Regions from separate parts of the Anas platyrhynchos genome. Here region 2 is linked to region 1. A link is a contact called in public Hi-C data. All regions are on one chromosome and are shown on one strand. Each heading gives the region's core, a stretch centred on a gene start, on an enhancer-like site or on the middle of the called end of the contact. The rest is flanking DNA. Distances are from core to core; before and after follow the strand shown.

Region 1 (4,459 bases), core at 1,648-4,147:
ATCAAAATCGAGTTTCTATTTCAAGCATGAGAACTAAAAGTAACTGCTGGTTTGTTTTTTTGTGTGTGTGTGTGATTTTTGTTTGTTTGTTTGTTTGTTTTTAATAGCATTTTAAGCAGGTACTACAAAATACAAAGAAAGACACTTATGTTAAGCCTATTACTTCTCAGAACAAGTTTTCAAAGAGCACCTCCAAAAATAGTTGCCTGTTATTGATCCTCTGCTCTGCAGATGGGACACTGACTGGGAAAATTTCCCCCTGCACAGGTGCTGCAGCACCTCAGATACTTGGGTGCAGAGTGTTGTGAGCTACAGCCAGCCTCAAGTATCCGTCAGTTCTTAAAATCCCCAAACCTGATTGGAGGTTTGCCCTCCATTTCCAGAGGAGCAGGATCACGCTCTCTGAGGGCACCTGAGAGCTGCTCTGCAGCTCATGTACAAAGTGAGCACATTCACACAGAGCCCAGTCACTCCTATTCAGTGCCCAGCACCAAACCCCAGGGAAGTTGTTTCTAGGTCAGTTTCTTGTACCGTTGTTCCAAAGTCCTGGCCAGGAATACGGAGGGGACAGACTCGAGACTTTCGGATGTTTTCAAATTCCCCTCCACTCTTGCATGCAGGTTAAAATCCACAGGGTTTTACCCCATGAACCAGCCTTCTGCTGCAATTTTGATTGGTGTTCCCTTCACTTTGGAGATATAAAATCATGCACACTTTCTGCTTTTTTGATTCAGATGTAAGCAGCATGTAAAAAAAAAAAAAAAGATGGTGCTTCTTTCTGCCTGACCCAAATGCAACTTTGCAGGAAGAGCAGCAGCATGCCCACACTGCTTATATTGTCATGCCAGAAGAATTAATGTCACAAACTAGTTTTCTTCAAAGCTAACCACATGCAAAAGCTGGGCTGCTTTGGCTGACTGGAGACAACAGGTATAAATAACCTCCTGTGCCCTAGAAAGCAAGAGCTGGGAAAGGATCCTTGAGTTGTTTTCTGCACATCAGCCTATGAGCTCGGGGTGTTTTAATGCTCTGTTGATGCCACAGGAGCCGATAGAAGCAGGGACAGATTACACTGAGAAGGAGGTAAACAAGTTGTTTACAACTCAGCGGGGCTGCAGCGTATCCTTCTTACATCGGCTGAAAGGCAATGAGAGCATTGGACACTGGGCGGCTGATGGGAAAGGATCCCCGGAGCTGCCAAGCTCTGGCTCCAGAAATGTCTGTGGGGCTTCAATAACAGGAAATCACGTGTGCTGTCATTATCAGCTGCTGAGCGAGACAGATGCACCCAGATCAATATCAGTGTCCGATATCAAAGAGCTATTGTGGCGGTACCGAGCGGTTTGAAATAAGGAGAACAACAAAACTATTTTAAATGATTAGGGCTAGCAAAAATCCCCAGACTTTCTCCTTTCTGTTTTGTTTTTGTTTTCAGAGGCAGTGGATTCATCACCGTTAAAGGAACTGAAAGTCCTCTCTGCCCAAAGTAGTTTTGACCATTATTGATTTAATTAAACTCTGTTTGCTTAAGACTGCAGTGGGAAAGGGCTGCAAATCAGCACTCTTCCTGATCTCTCCTAATACGAGAGTATCTGTTCACTCAGCTTGGGAATCAGCATGTCCTTTAGCACAGCTGAAAAGGGACTAAGCTTCTCTTATTATGCTGTCTAAAAATACAATGCAGGAACAAAGCAAAACATCTTCAGGGCTTTTCTTCAAAGCCGGACCTGGTGAGCAGAGAAATCCTGCACATGGACATGTGTGCTCCCTGTGCTGACATCCCTATGCTCCCCCCAAGCTGAGGGGGTCTTGGTTGCACTGGCATTATGTGTCAAGGCTGACTTCTGCAGTGGGCTTTCTGTTTCTCGTCATTTGTGTTGTCAAATAAAATATGACTGTAAAGAAGCATGCTATCTTAGCTTTGTACAAATTATATACCAAGGGATGAATTCTGTTTTACGCAAAGATATATTTCTCTGGATATTTGAAGATTTTATTTAATTATTATTATTTATTTTTTATTATTTTTAACAGCTGGTATGTTAGGGTATTTCTGAAGGATCATTTTCTCATATGCCCTTAAAAACACTGCAAGCTGTTGCAGAGAATTCCGTAGTTTTGGGGCCAGGAACAGAAATCCACAGGTAGAAGTAGGGAGCTTATTTCGCAGCCCACACATAGATACTTCTGTTATGCAAGGACAGCCCTGGCAGAAGGATTCCTAGGAAGTTCTGGCCCCTCATATTTCAGATAGGGAAGAATTTGTGACGTATGAGAAATGCACCAAGGTGAATCACGTGTTTCTTTCCATTGCTTCAGCTGGGTGACTGCTGTGCTACTGGTACCTCAGAAAAGAGCCAGCAGTTAAAACAGATATTTGTCTTCTGCCAGTTCTGCGGGTGGCTCATCTGTTTGCATTATGCACTCTAGCTTGTAATTGCATTGCTGTATATTTGCATGTGTGTGTAAACTGCTCGCATAATCCCGCATATCCTGATAAAAGCACTGTATAAAGATGAGGAGGCACAGTCTGCACGGTACCCCACACATACATTTCTCTTAAGTGCAAGTCAGGTACTTGATAAGCAGATTTGCATCAGGAAAAGGTCGAGCTCTGGCATCATTCCGGGCTGGGGAGAGGCACTGAGGGCAGCGTTCCTCCTTCCGCAAGGAAATGGTTAAGGCGAGCTGTTTTCCTGCTGCCAGCGCTGCTCCTGCTCCGGGGGCCGGGCGGAGGCAGCCCCGGAGGACCGCTCTTGCCTTCCACGATAAGACAGCCGAGCCCTCACCGCGATCCCCTTGGGTCCCCGAAAGGGGACGGGCAGAAGCGAGCAAACACCGCCGAGAACGAATGGGGGCAGAGGCGGCGGCCGGAGCAGCGCCGGGGCCCGTAGTAAACAAGGCGTCGCGCCGCCTCCCGCAGCCCCGCCGCCCCACCGCGGCCAGCGGGCCCAAGGGGTGCCTGCCCCCGGGCAGGGGTGCGCAGGCCTGTTTCAGCAACACTCTGACAGACCTGCTTTCCTCTGGCAGATCTGCCCGTAATTCAATGAAGGCGGCAGAGGGGAGAGAAGAGAAGCTGCTGAAAGAATTGTGCGGTGCAGAAGTAGGAGGAGGAGGTGGGTTAGGTCGTGCAGGCCGTGGCCAGCAAAGGTTGCTCCCAGGAGGATGAAGCTGAGTGCAGTGTGGATCAGCTTTGTACCCGTGTCTTGGGCTCCCTATTGGGGATAGTCCTTTTTCAGTGCAAGTTTGGCATTGCTTTTCGGTCACAGGAAACCTTGATCCAAAGTCTTTGTGGCATACGCTGGCACAGCTTCCCTACACTGTAGTAGCCATCTACCCCAGGCAAAATGTAGTCCCCTCTCCTTTTCTGATTCTTTTTAGGACATGAAGTCTTACACTCTGCAATACAGAAATGTTCTGCAAGGTCACTCACACGAAATGTAATAAAGCAAGCTTCCTGTTTCCCAGAAGAAGATTATGTCTGAGTTTCTCTTTTTCCCTCTTTTTACTCAAATTGCTATGTGCAATGTGTTCACTTTGGCAGGGTTCAACTGTGAAAGTCGCACCTGGGTCCTGGCTTCTCTCTCATGATATCGGTTTTCAGACTATTACAACATGTGTTTCAGTCTGTGAAGCTGATATTCCAGGGCTTCTGTGACCTTCCTAAATATTGTAATAGCTACTGGCCACCAAGTGACCCTGTCATTCCCTGGGTGCTTAGATAGGTATATCCAGGCTGACCTTCAGCCTGCATCCTGTCTTGCTGACTACTCTCTTATGTCTTCATCTAGGAGGTCAGAGATCAGAAGGGAGCCAGCCAAACTGGCCAAGGGGCAACCCTCACCATGGTGCAGAATAGCTGGAATGCCCTGAGTGGGCCAAAGAAAGTTGGAGGAAGAGGTGGAGAATAACAGCTGAAATCCTGGGGTTGCTGAAAGTCCCTGCACCTCAGCTGAAGCAATTTCATGGCTGTAGTTACACCCGCATTACCAGACCTCAGAGCACTTCCACATTTATGAGCCAGCCTGTGTGCTCTGGCCATATCCTAACTCTGCATCAAAGCTAGGTCTGCACACCAGCCTTCTCCAGCCTCTCCTGCATGTCTGTGGAAATGAAACCTTGTAGGTGAGGGCTGGCCAGGAATGGCAGCGCTTTCCTGATGGCACTCACCCACCACCACAGAATGAGTCTGAATGAGTCTTTACTTTTGTCCCTTATGATCCAGTGGAAAGGCAAATAGATTAGCATAGGTCATTGGCTGTTTAGGGCTGTTAGACTTCAGAGAAAGAGTGCTTACAGACTCAGGAGCAGGTAGGAGGTAGTTTAAAGAATCTGCTTTTTAACAGCTTTCAGTTATCGGTTTCTGCCTCCCATCTGAGACAGTGTGTGACTGTGTACTAATTAATGTGGTAAGATTGGGCCAAACATGCAATACAAACATGCAAAAGCCATTGAGAGA
Region 2 (4,691 bases), core at 743-3,242, 43 kb before region 1:
CATTTGGAAGTTAAGCCTACTAGGCAAACATACTACAAAAATTAAAGATAAAAACAAACAAACAAACAAAAAAGGAGACAGAATAACACCAAGGCAAGGGAAGCTGACACTGTCAAGCTGTCCAAAAGCAGGAAGAGGTCATTATGAATTAAGATTTCAAGGTTTAAGATGCTTAAGTGGTTGTGAGGATTCAAATTCAGTGCTGGGATGATTTTTCATGTGGTCTTCCAGAAAGATGAGTTTCCTATATAAATAAATAAATAAAGAAAAGAAAACAACCAAAATTCCCCAAAGAAAACAAACAAAAAATGCCTATATGTAAGTAATTACAGATGAATAATAATAATAAAAAGGAATCAGATGCAATATGTGCTTCATTTTATTGGGGACTCAACAACTGTTACAATAAATTTTACAGACAGACAGATGTGGCAGCAATTAACAGATAAAAGCTTTCTATGAGAATTCACAAAAGTGTGGAATGAGTTGTGATCCAGTGAGCACAGATGAAGCTCCATATATCTGTAGGGACAAACATGAGAATTTTCCTCCAGCCCTGAAGGACATAAAATGTTCAAAAGAGATTCCAGCAAAATGGAGGATAATGATAATATTAGTGAATTAATATTGAATGAAAGGAGACTCAGCTCTTCAGAAAACACTTTCTGTAATCAATGTAAGACACCTAGGACATCTGATGTGGTCTACAACCCTAGCTGTCACACTCTGAAGAAATAATAAGCAAAAGATGGAAAAGCAGCTCAGATCACTGCTAAATTTTGCATATGATGTTTTTTGTTGAAGTGTTCTTGCATGGCCAAGTAAACCAGTTATGTGCCTTGAAGTTAAAGTAGGATTAAAAAAAAAAAATGCTTGTTTCAATATGTCTGTGTTATGAAATGGAGAATTCTAGAGAATTTTGTCACTGGAGGGATGACCCAGGATACTAGCCAGAGTTGGATTTAACCACCATCTTTCTATATGATAATAGATGATATATAATCTTGTATGTCTTCATTATTTACATATGTAAATCAGGTGTTCTTATACCACTGTAATGGAAAATTTGGTGGGGGGGATAAAAATCAGGAATTATTGTGAACTACTTCAGTACTGCCTTAGTGAAGAATACACAAGCATCAAAAGATCTTGGCAAAAATCAGTCAGGCCAAAAAAATAGGTTGCTAGCTGATACCTAAAATTCCAAAGACAAAAAAATTAAGAGTTCAGAGTCATCAGTGGGACAGTTCTAAACAACAGAAGTGATGAGAGTTGTGGATAAAACAGTGCAGTCAAAAGCAGCCCTTCTGTCACCTAGAAAATAACATTGTATTAAAAAAAATAACAGATTTATTCCCTTATACGCTGATTCTTAGAAAAGAACAAAGTGATAAAATGCAGAATGCAAGCAATTGTACAACATCAGAGAAGCAGAAAGCACAGATTACATTTTAAATGAAACCTTGGAACATGCCAAGATCTTGGCCATCAGTCCAAAACTTAATGCAAGGGTTGAAGGCCCTCTGATTGCAGCATAGTGTTTCCTTCAGTTTGTCCTTTTATCTTACTTCACTAGAGAATAAACATTTGTAGATTAAAAGCCAAAGATCCTATTATGGTTCTTCAGTTTCTGTTCCTCAAACTGAGATGCTGAGGTTCTTTAAGTACATATTTCATGGCAAAAAACTGTGGAATTGCAGAGTGCTTCTGCATCATCCACAGCATATAAAGCAAAGATGAAGAGTATCATGTGATTAGATCTCCAAAACAAGTTTGCATTCACTCATCTTATATTGTCTGGTTAAATTCATAGAAATTCTTTGTGGCACTAGCACATTAGTCTACAGAACCTCTTTTCATGAGATACTTTCAGCATTAAAGAAGATGTTAAATGCAGCCTGTTCTTTTCACCTGCCCCCCAGACCATCTCAGCTTAGACCACTTCTTGACAGTGTGCAGAAGAGCCTGGGGAAGATCTCTCATCCTCAGTATTCACAGCCACCCCCACTCACAGCACCCACGTTTCTGCTTTGCCACTGGTGCTGTGTGGGCAGGCAATTAGTATGTGGCTTGCAATCTCCATCTATGGAGTGGGTTTCTAAAGCTTCGTGTGTCTCATCTACTTCATTCTGGAATCCACCCCAAACCTCCCACCAGCCAAAAATCAAACAGCTTTACTTAATTCTTTCCACACATACCTCCTTCAGGCAGACTAATGATCTGGGGCTGCTTGTTTCTTTATATTAGGAGGGTGCAGCTCCTCCAACACAGTAACCATTTGATGATATTCAGAGTAGTGTCTTTCATATCCCAAACTTTTCACTATCCTGTCAGCAGCTCCTTGTGAATTCCTCTCCATCACTGGTAAGCAAACCTTAAAAATAAATAAATAAATAAATAAATAAAATAAAATCCACAAAGCCTTCATTTTCTCTGGACCTGATAATGTTAGATATCCTTTCCTTTCAGTGAGAAGACTATTTTGTTTTACAAAGGGTCTTTGGGTCAAGAGAGTTTTGGGTGTAAGCAGATAAGATATATTAAAATTGCCTCTCTGAGATTATAGGTGCCTTGTATATCAAGTTTGACCAAAATATGTTTTGAAATGTCCAGGACACTGTGTTCTGTAAAAAGTAATTGTGAGTGGAAACTTTGAGCAACTTGCAATAATAGTACTGCTGCTGAGCAGCATTATGTACTGATATATTTTCAAAAACAATCCTTTATGTGTCTATTATTTTTATCACTTTGTTTCTTTGTTTTCCATTTCTTCAAGATCTTACAGTTTCTGAAATGATAGTATGAAACCAACGCAAACATTATTTTATAGGGAGTTGTTTCCAAGGACAACCATAAACAGTTTTAGCCACTCTGGGATTACTCCCTGGGTAAAACTGGAATGTTACCAAACCCAGTACATCTGTGTGGGCAAAGGCCACTCCTTTGCAGAGGTCTAGCATGGATCCTGACCACCAGCTAAGTTGCCCTCATGCTGTTGGGGTATGCAGCTCCAAGTCCCTGTTTCATACATGCACATGCACATATGGCCATAACAATGCTCAGCTGGAATCATGCATGACTGTGGGAAGCGGCATGATATCAAACCAACAGGAAGCAGTGGAGGAGTAGCTGAAACCAGTCCAGCGTAGGGGACACCCATATTGAGAATGGAGGAGGAAAATATCTGAGCTGAACATGTCAGGAACAGGGAAGTAGACACAGCCCTAACACAAAAGCATCTTCCTACAGCTCTGCATGCAAAAACACACACACACACAATGTCTAAATCAGACCTATACAGGCAGAAAGTTTCATAAAAAAAAAAAAAAAAAGAATAGTTGTAATATTTATAGAAGTAAAGCATTTTCAGGTACAGATTATGATGATGCACTGCAAACCGTATCAGACCCACTCCCCACTACATCCTTTGTCAGTACTCTATGAAAAGAATCTTCTTTCCAGCAACATACCTATTAGAAACACATGCAGGTCTAAACAGGATCAGTTCATTTTGTTGCTGGTTGTTCAAATATATATTCACTGGTCTATTCTTTCCATGAGGATCCAGAATTCTAAAAATGTAGATGGTAGGAAATACTGTGGTTTTCTACTGTGCTGTAACATTTTAAACTACATATTGGTGTCTTATGATCCATAGGACAGATAATTGTGTAAAGTAAATGATGACTGTATTTTATTGGCAGTTAAGATTAACTCACTCATGGGCTTTGCATGTCTGGGCACTGATATGTGTGTGGGCTGTTTACCTGGGAAGATTCCTTCTCCATACAAAAAATATAGATGTCAAAGGACCAGAGCGTGAAAATCCCACTCACACCCATGAAAAATTTTTCACCTAAGACCACCACTGCTGTTGTCCGATTGTGGGTGGACTAAGTGATTATTTAGTAATAGGATTACAAGGGTGAACAATTGCTCAATGATTACAGTAAAGAGTTCACTAATTGCCTAAAGGGATTGATTGGCCCACTCCTCTGGCTAAACAAAAGCCAAAGTCTTCTTTTGGGGGCAAATTTGAATACAGTCATTTACTTAATTTGTTGCCTGATGTGTTGGTATTCTTTGGAAATGAATGTGTCTGTCTTCATTAAGAAGAAAATATTTGCTTATATTAACAAGTTTGTTTGTTTGTTTGTTTGTTTGTTTTCAGCTAAAGAAATCTACTCTGATGACTGCTTTATTGAAGATTCAGAAGAGAGGGGTTGGGGGGGGGATTGTATGAGTAGAATCCAAATGCAATAAAAAGTGCAATTAACAATATTTGATAGTTGCTGTAAAGCTGAGAGCAGGACCTGTTGCTCATGGCCAAATTACAGGTTGGAGCTATTCAGATGGAATATAATATATTGCTATTTCAAATATCCTCTGCAGTTTTAACTTATATATATATATATATATATATATATACACTTCCTGGATGGAATTCTTGGAGTGAGTTGCTGCGTACGGCTCTGCAGCTACTAGCTTTCATCTCTGAAAGAGATGAATATGTGTCTCAGCCAAAAATTGTATGGATGAACATATGGCTAAATTCCAAGGCTGTTATGCAGCCTTTTATAGTCCTTCCTTCTCAGACCTATAGATGGGCCTTATAATGCCATTTTGTCCTGTATGTGTCAATGAAAATGCCCTCCTTTCTCCAATAGCTCACATAAATCTCTAGTTGATGC

Evidence for each region. Hi-C and Micro-C count contacts between places; a contact is called where the count stands out from the background.
Region 2: a contact with region 1 is called in a Hi-C map of small yellow follicle, with 1.9 times the contacts expected there. The contact joins two enhancer-like sites. A contact is called at or near these places in 2 of 8 Hi-C or Micro-C datasets (F5 follicle and small yellow follicle).

The regions. Positions count from the first base shown.
Region 1 is chr1:145,843,914-145,848,372 of IASCAAS_PekinDuck_T2T, reverse strand. No RefSeq gene overlaps it. Among named protein-coding and RNA genes, the nearest start is that of IRS2, 200 kb to the left of the region's middle. Within about 2 kb of position 2,897, at least 6 of the 8 cell types and tissues checked have an H3K27ac peak or open chromatin away from gene starts, as enhancers often do. A contact at or near this core is called in F5 follicle and small yellow follicle, where this site is marked.
Region 2 is chr1:145,886,177-145,890,867 of IASCAAS_PekinDuck_T2T, reverse strand. It overlaps LOC106014386 (a long non-coding RNA gene), which reads left to right. Exons shown (of 3, transcript XR_011806710.1): 3 at 4,172-4,691. Among named protein-coding and RNA genes, the nearest start is that of IRS2, 160 kb to the left of the region's middle. Within about 2 kb of position 1,992, at least 4 of the 8 cell types and tissues checked have an H3K27ac peak or open chromatin away from gene starts, as enhancers often do. A contact at or near this core is called in F5 follicle and small yellow follicle, where this site is marked.